Regions from separate parts of the Ovis aries genome. Here region 2 is linked to region 1. Evidence: chromatin contacts called from public Hi-C data. All regions are on one chromosome and are shown on one strand. The core of a region is the stretch at or near the end of the contact, and the rest is flanking DNA. Distances in the headings are between cores, read along the strand shown. Region 1 holds the start of CCND3 (cyclin D3). Region 2 has its middle 18 kb from the start of TAF8.

Evidence for each region. Hi-C and Micro-C count contacts between places; a contact is called where the count stands out from the background.
Region 2: a Hi-C map of blood shows a contact between it and region 1, with 2.2 times the contacts expected there. The contact joins the enhancer-like site here to the promoter of CCND3 in region 1. A contact is called at or near these places in 4 of 16 Hi-C or Micro-C datasets (blood, muscle, retroperitoneal adipose tissue and 1 more).

The regions. Positions count from the first base shown.
Region 1 is chr20:15,738,085-15,741,750 of ARS-UI_Ramb_v3.0, reverse strand. It overlaps CCND3 (cyclin D3), which reads left to right and starts at 1,921. Exons shown (of 5, transcript NM_001127289.1): 1 at 1,921-2,118; 2 at 3,018-3,233. The coding sequence starts at 1,921.
Region 2 is chr20:15,808,963-15,812,628 of ARS-UI_Ramb_v3.0, reverse strand. It overlaps a transcript of CCND3 not described here. Among named protein-coding and RNA genes, the nearest start is that of TAF8, 18 kb to the left of the region's middle. Within about 2 kb of position 1,993, at least 19 of the 54 cell types and tissues checked have an H3K27ac peak or open chromatin away from gene starts, as enhancers often do.

The DNA of each region.
Region 1 (3,666 bases), core at 672-3,171:
CTAATAGGGAGGAACTAGAAACTACCTAGATTTCCAATAATACAGCTTTGGTGAAATACATTACGATATATTCACTCAATGGTTTACTAGGTAGTTATTTAAAAAGTTATAGAATATTTAATGAGATGGAAAAGTGCTGACAGTATACTTTTTCGTGAAAAAAAAAAAGTTTACAAAATAGTTCGCAATGATGTCATTCTTAAAAATATGTTTATTCATAGAACAATTTTAGAAAAATAAACATTGTCATTTTAAAGGGTTATCTGGCCAACTGATGCAATGCGCCAACTCATTGGAAAAGGCCCTGATGCTGGGAAAGACTAAGGGCTGGAGGAGAAGGGGACAACAGAGGATGAGATGGTTGGATGGCATCACTGACTCAATGGACATGAGTTTGAGCAAGCTCTGGGAGATGGTGAAGGACAGGGAAGCCTGGCATGCTGCAGTCCATGGGGTCTCAAAGAGTTGGATATGACTTAGTGACTGAAGGACAACAATCTGGATGGTGAAACTGCCAGTACTTACTCTTTACTTTTTTGTGTGACATTGGTATTTTCTGTCTTCTACAATGCATTGAATATTTCCGTGATATGCAAACAGCAAAAAATTTATTGTATAAAAAAGAACAATTCACTGGGATAATGCTTAGCGCAGGACTGACCTCTTTCTATAGAGTGTCATTTCTCTAGTAATTAACTTCCTTAGTGTCTCACCTCCTTGGAGGACCCCAGGAAAGGCAGGGATCCCCATGGCCTCCTGCCATTTGGAGCATTACTGGAGGCTTGTGGTGTGTTTGCCTCCTGGTCACGCGGAATCCAGCTCTGGAAACGCTGCAAAGTCCCAAAGCTTGGGAGGTAAAAGTGGCGCCTGAAAGATTTTATACAATCTGAGCAAGAAACTCCTCTAGAAAGGAGGCAGTTTCTCCGCCCATCATTTCCTCAAACGGAAACTAAGGCCAACGTCAGGGTTTGTCCAAGGCCACACACCCAACTTAATGACAGACAAGGTGAGGCCTTGAATCCATGACCCTTCCGCCCTGTTGTAGTTCTCAAGCGTGCGGATTTAGGACTGTCTCTTCTCACACTTTAGTGTGTACAGGAATCACCAGGGATCTGGTTAAAGGCAGATTTTGATCCAGTAGGTCAGGGGATGGGCCTGAGGTTCTGCTTTTCTGACCCGCTCTCAGGCTGGTTCGGGGATCAGTTTAAGTAGCCACGGGGTAGAGCAGAGATTCTGGGGGCAGACCGTCGGCTTCCCAATCCTAGCTCTGCCGCAGACGAACTATTATTATAGTTACTGCTTCAGTTTCCTCAACTGCAAAATCAGTATAAGACCTAACCCACAGCTTCTTCATTAAGATTTTAATAAGTGCTCAGACCAGTCTCCCCTAAGATCTAGCTATTTTATTATTATTTACTTTTCCTAGAGCAAGCAGCGGGTGAAGTAGAGTTTGACGAATGAATGAATAACCTTTCGGGGCGCCTGGAGTCGGGAGATGCAAAAATGGAAGGGCTCGGAGGTGGGGGCGGGGGGCGAGGAGAGGCCCACCTCCAAAGCACACTCCTCTAGCACCGGGTGGTCAAAAGGATCCGGAGCGCCCGGAAGCCGGCGGCCCGCGCCCAGCCGACCAATGCGGTCGCCCGGGGGAGGGGGAGCGCCCGCCAGCCCTTTCCGTCCGGGCGCCGGAGGCCCCGCCCCCGGAGCGTCGCGACGTCTGAGCATTCCACGGTTGCTACTCGGTCTCGAGGGGCGGGGCGCCTGTCAGGGAAGCGGCGCGCGCGCGGCGGCGGGGGCGGGCTGAGGCTCGGCCGCGCAGTGCCAGCGACAGCGCCACAGTCCCGCGCCCCGCGCTCTCCGGCCCGCCGCCTGCGTTCTGGCTCCCGAGCCCGCACTCCCGCCCTGCCCGCGCGCTGCCCGAGGATGGAGCTGCTGTGCTGCGAGGGCACTCGGCACGCGCCCCGGGCCGGGCCGGACCCGCGGCTGCTAGGGGACCAGCGTGTCCTGCAGAGCTTGCTCCGCCTGGAGGAGCGCTACGTGCCCCGCGCCTCTTACTTCCAGTGTGTGCAGAGGGAGATCAAGCCGCACATGCGGAAGATGCTGGCGTACTGGATGCTGGAGGTACCGCCTGGGCGGGTCTCCCCTCCCCCGTCACCCCCGCGTCCCGGGCTCCGGACATCCCGGGGCCGCCCTGTCGGGACATCCTGGTCCTCAGCAACAATCAGCAAGATGTTTCTGTGGCGCAGATCCCCGGGGCCTGGACTTTTCACTCGCGCGCCCTTAGCCGGCTGCCTCGGTGCTGTCTTTTTCTTGCCCTTCTCTGACCCTGACCGCCAGGCATTTGGCACCCCCAAATAACCCTGTCTTCGGGCGGGGAAAGCGGGGCGAGGGCCACCCTCTCCCCTCTGACTTCTCTCAAAAGCCTCCCCCCGCCCCCACCGCACGCCCGGTCTTCTCTGGAGAGCGCGCCTGGAAAACCCTGGGCTCGGCCGCCCCCGCCGCAGAGCTGGTTCCTTGTGTGTGTCGCGGGGGTTCTGGCGGGGAAGCCGGTGGGGGTGGCGCGCTGTTCCGGCCGTCAGGGAAATGGAAAGTGCGGGAGGCAGCCGCTGGAGTCTCCTCCCTTCCTTTTGGGTGTGTGCACTGGGTGGCAGTAATGGGGGTAAGGTCCCAGTTCTCTGGCTTCTATGGGTGACTCTTCCGAACCCCTCTCCCTTGGTACGGGGGGTGCAGATCAGCCTCAGTTTGGATTCCTGAAGGAAGGGAGCCTCTGGCGTATCCCGCTCCGCCCCCCCCCCCCACTCCCACCCCCGGGGAAAGGAGGCACCGCAGAGGAAGTGGGAGGGTGTCACCTTGGGGAAGGCGCATCCTGCGTGTTAGTCCTTGTCACTGTGAGTACACCTACCCCCTCCCGTGTCTTGCTCCCCATTCCACTTCCCTTCAGCGCACCGCACCCCTCGCCTTTAGTTGCTGCTGCGTTTCCTAAGCCTCTGCCCCCGAAGTGACTGTGCGCCCTCCCCCAGGTGTGTGAGGAGCAGCGCTGTGAAGAGGAAGTCTTCCCCCTGGCCATGAACTACCTGGATCGCTACCTGTCCTGCGTCCCCACCCGAAAGGCGCAGTTGCAGCTCCTGGGTGCGGTCTGCATGCTGCTGGCCTCCAAGCTGCGCGAGACAACGCCCCTGACCATCGAGAAGCTGTGCATCTACACCGACCATTCTGTCTCCCCGCGCCAGCTGCGGGTGCGTGCATACCCTCCCCACCTGCCAGCACCCCCTGCCTCCTTCCTAACGTACCAGGATGGGGGAAGCTGAGACCTCGGGAGGCTTTCTGCCCCTGTGCAGGGTAGCAGCTTTTTTTCTTTTTCTTTTGACAAAAGATGGGACAGTGTGGTGTGATGGTCAGGGTGGCCCCAGTTCAGGCTTGCACTCCCAGCATGAACCAGATCCCCTGTCTTGACCTCCAGGGGGTGCCACTCCTTCATGGTCTTTCCCCCAGATAGCAACAAGTCAAACTGCATGTCTACACTCACCAGAACTTTGCCTCTGGGTTTACACAGCCACCAGGAGTTATTTATTGGCAGCAGCAGGGCATGCCTGTGCACCCCCACTGGAGTGGGGGAGTGGAACGTGCTTCACGTGGGGGAAGGGGCCGCCCGGGTTGAATCTTGTCTCC
Region 2 (3,666 bases), core at 744-3,243, 71 kb before region 1:
ATGACTGTTTCACGAGCTAGTTACCTCTCTGAAACATGGAGCAGGCATTTCTGGTTGTCAGGGGTGGGGGGTGCTGCTCTCTCCTGTCCCTTTTAGCAACTTGGAGCTGGGGAGGACTAAGGCAGTGAGAGCAGGGTGCGGGGCTGTGTCCCACAGTATCTGCCTTCCGCAGCTCAGCAACAGGGAAGGAGGTGGAGTCTGGATTGAGCTCTGAGATAAGGAATAGGCTGCAGCTGACTGAGAAGATCAAAATAAACAGCTGCGCCCCCAGGAGAATGAACTCCACATTCCATTCTCAGGCCCCACCCCCAATTTCCACTTTGCCCTCTCTCCTTCCCCCCACCCCATGCACACTCAGCACCCCCATCAGCTAGAAGGGCCTCCCCTCAGCCTTGGCTTAGGTCCCTCCGAACCTTCCCACACTACCCCCCACCTCTTAACCAGAGGTTCCAGGGCCGCTCTCCAGCTGTCGGGAAGGGAGTGAGTGCTCCGGACAGGTGGCCGGAGGCGGATGGAGAGGGGCCTCATCCAGGGCCGGACTCCACCTGCCAGACTGGGCCACCCTCAGACTCATGCAGGGGCTACCCCAGGAAGGCCCAGGAACAGAAGAGGGTGGCGGTGATGGTGGTGGTGGCCAGTCTTGGGAAGCCAAGGCCAGCGTGGGGTGGCTGGGAAGAGGGGCATGCAGGGGTCCTGATAGCCGGCTCTGCAAACATCTGGTCCTCGCTGTGGGTGGGCCCGGTCTGGCCCTCTGGGAGCTCACAGTCCAGTAAGGGGAGACAGCGGGTCCAAGGGGTTCTGAGGGGGTTATTCCTCCCTGTAGTGCCCAGAGGCAACCCCAGCCCTATGGAAGCCTCTCCAAGGCTCCCTGACTCCTGAGAGTTCAAGTCAGTACCCCAGACCACTTTCTAGACGTGCTAACCTGGGACTTAAAATCAAGGAGACGTGGACTTCCCGGGTAGTCCAGTGGTTAAGAATCTGCCTTGTGATGCAGGGGACACAGGTTCGAGCCCTGTCTGGGGAACTACGATCGCACATGCAGAAGCTAAGCCCAAGCGCTGGAATTACTGAGCCTGCCTGCTCTGGAACCTGTGCCACACACTGTACCTACTGAGCCCACATGACACAGAGTCTTGTGCCACAACGAAAGATCTCGACTGGGGCTTGGGGGGAGGGACACTTCCACCACCCCAAAGCCTAGGGAGGGTGTGTGTAGTGGTCTCACCACCCTCTCAGTCCCTAACTGCAGGCAACCTCGCAGAGTCCCACATCACTCTACTTAAATGATCCCCTTGAATTCCCCAGTTCCCTCTAATGTCCCACATCTCCAGCAGATTGCTGGGCAACTTCCCCCCTAACCCCGGGTCTAGTCCCCCCAGCCAGCAGACTCAATGTATGCATGCTGATACTAGCCAGGACCAACAACATACTTTTCAAGAGGCCCTTTTCAAAAATTATTGAGAATTTCAAGATGGTGGCAACAGAGCATTGAACCAGGGGTGGAACCCTTCTGAGTGCAGGGCTGTGTGTGCCTGCCTGGATCACGCGCCTGCGAAGCCAACCCTGGGGTCGCTACCCTTCATCGAACACTGTCGGTGATGCCAGACCCAGGGCTGGGTGCTCACCACGCATGATCTCATTCCTTCCTCTCAGTGGCCCTTTTCTCCCTATTGTGCAGACGAGGAAATTGAAGGATTAGACAAGCCGCATAACTTGCTGAGGTCATCAGCTCTTAAGGGCTGGAGCGGGGGGGAAAGAACCCAGCCTGTCTGTCTACAGAGCCTGGGCTGTTAACCACCCAGGAGCCGCTGCAGCTCATGGGGCTGGGGTGGTTGCTGGGCAAGGCAGCTGCTTCCCGTCCCCTTCTTGTGTCCTGTCGGGCAGGAAGGAAGATGAGGCAACAAACAGCAGCTGACGGTGTGGCAACAGGGGCAGTACGGGGAGGGTACCCAACCCCGACAGAAGTGATGGGTGGAGACGGTGTGAGATGGGCCCAGGGACTGTGTGAGCTGCAGGCGGCTGATAGACACCACAGCTGTGCCCTCCACCCTCTCGCCCAGTGTGGGCATCACTGAGCCTTTCCCCCTCTCCCCGAACGGCACCTCCAGCTCTGCCTGTCTCTCTTCCTCTTTCCCCGGTGGTCTCTGCTCCCCAGCTCTCTCCTTCATGCCCTTTCCAGCCAGCCTTCACTGGGGGTTGTGGGGGGAGCATCACTCAGGACTCCTCCAGCTCTGTCCTCAGTATCTCCAGAGCAGTAACAATCACAGTTTAGTGAGCACCTACTATGTGTCAGTTGCACTGCTAGACACTTAATTTTTTTAAATTCTTATTTTAAAAAACCACATTATTTATTTTGGCTGCACTAGGTCTTAGTTGTGGCTCTTGGGACCTCTCTCGGGGCGTGTGGACTTCTTAGTTGGGGCAGGTGGAATCTAGTTCCCCAACTAGGGGTCAAACCCGGGCCCTCTCCATTTCGAGCTCAGAGTCTTAACCACTGGCTGGACCACCATGCAAGTCCTCTAGGCATTTTATAAATAGATAAACTTGAATTCTCTCCGCCAACCTGTAAACGGGGGTTATCATCCACATTTTATAAAGGAAGAAATCGAGGCTCAGAGGGGCTCGGAGGTCTGTCCAGGGCTGCATAGGTGTTCTGTCTTTCCTCACTGCCTGTCCCACAGGAGTGGGTGGGCCTGATAAGGTGAGGTGGTCCCGGAGCATGGAGGAGACTTTTCTCAGCAAGGACAGAGTTTGAGAAATGGTCAGTTTGAGGGAGGAGTGGATTATGTATTGTGAGTGAGGCAGATGGTCACCTCCTTTGCGTTGGCTGCGGTGGCGTGGCGAGGATCTGACTCCGCTGTCCACCTGGAGGGCCCTCTCTGACACTTGGGAATGCAGACCTGATGGCATGAGGTGACGGGGAGCTGAAGGGCTGAGGACGCAGACGAAGAGGAAGGTCCCTCTCACACATTCTGCCCGCTGTCACCAGAGAACGGACTGCGGTAGGCACTGGGAGAGGTTAGACTGCTAGACTGCATGGGCGTGTGCTAAGTCGCTTCAGTCGTGTCTGACTCTTCGTGACCCCATGTAGCCGACCAGGCTTTTCTGTCCATGGGATTCTCCAGGCAAGAATACTGGAGTGGGTTGCCATGCCTTCCTCCAGGGGACCTTCCTGATCCAGGGATCGAACCCGTGTCTCTTGTGTCTCCTGCACTGGCAACCGATTCTTTACCATTAGCCCCACCTGGCAACCCCAGACTGCTGGAATAGAGACCGCCAAATCAGGCATCTGAACAAAATGGAAATTTCTCGCATACAAGTCTGGGTGGGCAATTGGACCCCTTGACAGGGTTGGGGACCCACACTTCTCCCAGACTGTTGTTCATCCAGGCCCTTGGATGTTGAAGATAGCACACCACCCCATCCCCTGGGTCCATGACCCAGCCAGTGGGAAGGGAGAGGAGGGTAGGAGGGGGCATAACTCTTCCTTTTCAGGACATGACTCCAAATTGCCGGATCCCTTATCCCATTAGCCAAAAGTTGGTCACCCATCATATTGAGTTACAGAGGATCTTGGGGATCATTCTGAGCAGAGCTTCTAGTATGAAAGGTATAAGAAGGGGAAATGGATGCTGTGGGGTTAGGAACCTTCGTCCCAGGATCTCG